Linked DNA regions of Triticum aestivum: region 2 is linked to region 1. A link is a contact called in public Hi-C data. All regions are on one chromosome and are shown on one strand. The core of a region is the stretch at or near the end of the contact, and the rest is flanking DNA. Distances in the headings are between cores, read along the strand shown. Region 1 holds the start of LOC123088245 (39S ribosomal protein L47, mitochondrial). Region 2 holds the start of LOC123088247 (LIMR family protein Os06g0128200).

Evidence for each region. A called contact is a pair of places that touch in the nucleus more often than the background predicts.
Region 2: a Hi-C map of leaf shows a contact between it and region 1, with 6 times the contacts expected there. The contact joins the promoter of LOC123088247 here to the promoter of LOC123088245 in region 1. A contact is called at or near these places in 4 of 5 Hi-C or Micro-C datasets (leaf and an unstated tissue).

What each region holds. Positions count from the first base shown.
Region 1 is chr4A:703,852,811-703,855,607 of IWGSC CS RefSeq v2.1, reverse strand. It overlaps LOC123088245 (39S ribosomal protein L47, mitochondrial), which reads left to right and starts at 1,425. Exons shown (of 3, transcript XM_044510441.1): 1 at 1,425-1,727; 2 at 2,021-2,178. The coding sequence starts at 1,562. It overlaps LOC123088246 (nucleolar protein 10), which reads left to right. Exons shown (of 16, transcript XM_044510442.1): 16 at 1-252.
Region 2 is chr4A:704,251,750-704,254,546 of IWGSC CS RefSeq v2.1, reverse strand. It overlaps LOC123088247 (LIMR family protein Os06g0128200), which reads right to left and starts at 1,430. Exons shown (of 14, transcript XM_044510443.1): 1 at 761-1,430; 2 at 590-675. The coding sequence starts at 1,110.

The sequences.
Region 1 (2,797 bases), core at 176-2,675:
CGACATTGAACGGCCCTCCTGGCACACGCCTTGTAATCCCCTGATCAATGTAAAACCGTATCCCGCTTTCCGTAAGAGTTAGGATAGCGCTCCCAAAAGTTTGGCAGCGAGAAATTTTGACTGATGCTCCGTTAGATGGTTTGGTTTGCAATTCTGGATGGCTTTTCAATGAGCAGAACCATGGTAGAGAATTACCCTGTTCCCTGCCTATTACATGTAAACTTCCAAAGCTAGAAGATGAGTTTTCTGTTCCCTGTTTTTTTTTTTGGAGGGGTACTAGGCTGTGGTTGAAATCGGCTTCTATTTGTACATCAAAGCAGCAGCAGCAACAACACGTCAAGCCCAAGTGTTGGAGATAAAGCTACCACTTGGGGAAAAAACTCATGCATATAATTTCATTTTATTTTAAGAAATGCCAAGCTTTATTGATCGAAGCTCACAACTAAAGAGCCCAACCATACATGGCGCTGCCGATTTAAAGAAAAAAAATGTGTTTTATTACAAAAGCAAAATATAAAAAAACCCAGCACTGCGCCTAGGGCAGACGCACACATTTCCTTCACCAAGTCCTACCAAAATCCCTCTCTTCGCATCTAAACCCTTCTTCCCAATCCGCAAACCCAACTTCTCAATCCGCAAACACTATTACCTCGCTTATTACAAGATCTAGCTGCTGAGGGTTGTAGCTTTGTTCACGTTTGTATTCCAATTTCAAATTTCTGTTTTTCTTTAATTATTCATTTTCCTTTCCTTTTCTTCTTTTATGTATCTTTTTTATCGTTTTCAATTACTTTCACCCTTTTTTTCTTTCCCTCTTTATTTTTTATGTCTTTTATCATGTTTTTTGTTTTTGTTTCTATCTGTTTTTACAATTGCTTGAATATTTTTAGTGGCAAAACTGATAAAAAGAAACTCCTTTAAACATGTACCCCGTCTGTCCCATAACATAAGAGCATTCCTGACACCAGTGCATTGCTGTAAAATGTTGGAACACTTCTAATCACTTGATTTTTTTTTCTTTCTAATCTTGAATAGATGACCCTTTCCTTTTCTCATTTATTTCCTTATTTCATTGTTCCTTTCTTATTATTCCCCTTTCTCACGGCTTCTTATTTTGGTTCGTCGTGTATTTTAAATTTATATATGCATAGTGGTTGTCGCAATTGTTCGTAGCGATTTAATTTTTCTTTTGTCATTGTCTATGAGGAGTGCAGTCATCGTGTTTTTTGAAGAAACGTTCATCGTGCATACAAAAAATGGTCATCCTCTCTTGAAAAACGGTTCACCTTTATTATTCCATGTGCAATAGTGGCTCGTTGTGTTTTTATAAGAAATATATTCATGGTGGTTTTCAGAAGTTTTATCATTATTTATTTATTTTAAAATAGGAGATCGCCTCTCGCACTGAGTTTCAAGTGGCCCGGCCCAGCCCAGCTACGGTGTTAGCGGGCAAACGCTCTTCCCGTCGTTCCCTTCCCCCTCACTCCCTCCACTGCGTCCTCTCGCTGCCGCCGCCGCCGCCGCCGCCGCCCGCCCGATCCCTCGATCCGGCTCCGCCGCGATGCTCTCCATGTCGAGGGTGCTCGCGAGGCGGCTCTTCTCCACCGCCGCGCCCGAGGGCGCCGCCGCCGCCTCGACGTCGCTGGCGAGGAAGGCGCAGAACCCCCTCGAGGAGTTGTTCGAGGTCGAGCGGAGCACCGAGGACGACCAGCCCGCTCCCCACTACGGTACGTTCCTCCCTCCCTCCCGCTCGCCCCCAACTTTTCCATCCCATGTAGAGTCAGGCCAGGTGGGGTTCGCCGTTCGCGGATCATCGATGGGCAGGCGCTACACATTCCTTGGTTCACGCGAATGCTTCTAGAGCACATCCTCATCAGCAACCGGATCCTCTAACATCCTCAAGGGATGTCACGCAAGCTACAGTAACCGTGACATCCCTCCTTCACATCCATATGGTTCAGCCTAAAATGATTATAATTAATTTGCAAATTACAAATCTACTGTATACATTAATTGGTAGGTCGTGGTTGGAAGGCTTCTGAATTACGCCTCAAGTCTTGGGACGACCTTCATAAGCTGTGGTATGTCCTGCTAAAGGAGAAGAACATGCTCATGTCTCAACGCCAGATGCTGGCTTCAGAGAGCATGCGCTTCCCAAACCCGGAGCGCATTTCCAAGGTATATCTGCTGCCGCAGGCTAACGCCGTTCATTCCTCAAGCACTTAGCTGCTTCTTACTGCATATTCGTCAAACAATTTTTTTTTAATTTCATCAAATAATTGTATCATACTTCTTGTAAGATGTTTGCTCACTCTCTCTGTGGATGGCAAGCTGTGCCCACTCCCAAATAAAACTGGTGTATTTCTGAACCTCTGATCTCCCTTTTTAATCAAATATTTGTCATACTTGCACTTTTTTAAGTAGTTAATAGAACTGCAATTGGCTCTAGTTTCATGATGGATTAAAAGTCACATTGCCTATTCTACTGGCCCTGTCAAGTTGTGCCGTGTTCTCGAATCTTCATCAACTTTACTGTCCTCTAATATCATTGGTTCTGATTACCAAACCTTGTCATCAAAGATACTGTGTAGTGTGCAGAAACAATGGGCACTAAACTACAACAGAATTGCTATTTTTGCGGCAAACCGAGTATTTTTTTTTATATTGCCTGTTTTGTAAATTAAGCTGCATGGACATAGTGGAAAACAATTCATTTTTGCAGAATTGGACGAAATTTAATGCAATCACGGGTGTCTTGGTCATAGTGTTGAACATTTGTTACTGCATATTGTGGTTC
Region 2 (2,797 bases), core at 181-2,680, 400 kb before region 1:
GTAGGTGAAAAAACAGATGCATAGGTCAGTGACATACAAGGCTAATACGGTGAAAGAACAGGTGAACTAGGACCAAAAAACTGTGAAAAACACAATCAGAGTCAATGGGCATGGACAACATATCTAGTCAGGTGAATGTAAACAGTGAAAGTAAAGCACGCCGTACAACAAAACAAGCTGTGAAAAACACAATTCAGAGGTACAATGGGCAATAGACAAACACAGGTAGGATTAACCAGTCCAGATGTATAAGCTGCAACCTAGGACAGCAAAACAAGTGGTGAGAGTAGACAATTCAGAGGTCTAAGAACGGGCACCACTAGATACGCAGAGGAAGGATGAATCGACTAATGAAAACAGTAGCAATTTCAGATCTGGCTATACAGCATTGACTGCTCATGGATGAAAAACGTGAAAGCTTTGAAGCTCGAGGCTCCTCCAATTTACAAGAGCAACACCTCGAGATTCAGGTGAGCAGGGCCACATTTGAAGCTCAAATCGTTCAAACTCTCTCGAAGAAGATTAAGGGTGAGCAGAGCAGAGCAAAACAAATGGGTTCAGGCAGACAAAAGTCAAGGGCGATCCGCACCGTATAGGATGCCGAGGACGAGGCCGCAGACGACGGCGGAGGCGACGACCCAGATGAGGGCGCTCTTGAGCCTCTTCCCGACGGACCTGGACGCAGGCGGATCTATCCAGTCAGCGAAGCAAGCCGAGCGCGGAAGGAAGGAAGGAAGGAAGAAGAGGAATCGAAAATTACTTGTCCTGGTCGCCCTCGTAGTAGAACATGGCGAAGGGGATGACGAGGAAGACGAGGACGGCGTCGGCGATGTAGACGACGAGCCAGAGCGTCTTCATGGGGAGGGTGAGGGCGCAGGCGCCGCTGTAGACGGCCCGCCTGCAGGCCTGGCGGTTGGCGACGTCGGCGGGGAGCATGAGGATGGAGAGGACGGCGACGGTGATGCCGAGCACGACGACGAGCTTGGGGAACCAGGCCTGGTTGGCGTCGTCGGGGTGCTGGTAGTTGACGAGCAGGTAGACGCTGACGAGCAGGACGAGGACGCTGACCACCGCCGCCACGATCACCAGCGCCACGTTGAAGTCCCCCATCTCGTCGGGGCCCCGGCTCCGGCTCCGCCGCCTCGCCCGCGTATGTCTGTCAGTCAGTCAGATCTCCGCGCGGGGGGGTGGGGTGGGAGGGGGGCTAGGGTTTGGGCGGGCGGGCGGGGAGCGCTGCCGCGGTGCCGGCCGGCGGCGGGGCGGATCTGCGGGGGGGATTCGGGGGGGCGCCGCGGGGGGGGGGAGGGATTTGGCGGTGGTGGGGTTGACGACGGCGACGATGGGGGAGTGGGGAAAGGGAGAGGGGGGGGGGGGGGGGGGGGGGTTGGCGGAGTGGCGTGGCGTGGTGGGGTGGGCTAGGCTGGCGGCCGGCTCGGGTGGTTTGGTTTCGGTGTTGGGCTAGCTGTGCGTGTGCTGTGCTGGGGGCGGACGTTGGATTTCGAAAAAAACACGGCGTGGATTTGGCCCGTCCGTTTGCTTCGGGGGACGGGACGATGGGGACGGCGACGCGTCCGGTCCACGGAGGAAGGGTCGCTGTTTGTTTGTTCGGTCGGTCTTTGATCTCTCAGCCATTGTCAAAGCAACTCCAACTCGCCGATTAGTGGCGGCGACGCCGGCGAGGAAGGAGGCGGGACCTGCTGGTCAAGGAAAGTCCGCATCACCTGTGGAGAGCAAAACGCCAGATCCGTCGGCGAGTCTTTCGGCGAGGTTGGGCGGGATGGCCCTAACGGAGAAGGAGGAGGCGGGACTTGTGTTTGAAGATCCAACGCCAAACGCTCAGAGACGACATAGATGGGCGGCGGTGGGGAAAGTTTGCTCGCCGCGCCCGCTGAAGATGCCAGTGTTAGAGAAAACCTTGCCTAGGGCGTGGGGGCTGCACCGAGAAGCCTCGAAGATTGGAGAGATCGGTCCTAAAATCATATCTGTTCAGTTTGGGAGCGAGGGTGACTGGAGGCATGTTCTCAATAATGGCCCATGGCAATATGACTTTGCTGTTTTGATAATGAAGGACTATGAAGGAGGTACGAGGCCCTCGGAGATGGTGTTTCATAAGATAGATGTCTGGGTTACGGCCTCTGATTCCCCACCTGACAAGACAAGAGAACATATGTGTTTGGGAGGGCGCTTGGTAATTGGCTGGGTGAAACAATTGAAGTTGATGTGGACAGGGAGGGCGTTGCACGTGGAAACCAACTACGAATTCGAACAAAGATTTCTGTTTTTGAGCCTCTGGTTAGGGGCTTCTTTCTTAAGGAAAAGGCTGATGATCATGAGAAGACTTGGTTTGAATTTTCCTACGAGAAGATCCTTCATTTCTGTTTTGATTGTGGGAGGTTGGTTCATGTTAATGGCCATTGTGAAACCCCTGTTGAACCTGCAGCTCAATGGGGTAGTTGGCTGCGGTCTGATTCCGGAAGGAATGCGACTAGCAAGGAAGGTGTGGCAAGTGCAGTGGTCAGCAGTGGCAATAGTAGAGGCAGCTCTCATGCTGGAGAAGCATCTGGAGGGAGAGATCAGCAGTCAGGAGAGAAAGCACCACTACAAGGGAAAACCATATACACAGAATCTTAGCAGCGGCGCGGCTCAAAAAGGAGCGTTGCTGCTAATTAGCAGCAGCGCGGGTGTGGAAAACCCGCTACTGACAAGTGTTTAGCAGTAGCGCGCTCTATGTAACCCGCGCTGCTACAAATATCGACCGACAGTGCCCCCCAAACTCCATTTAGCAGCAGCGCGGTTC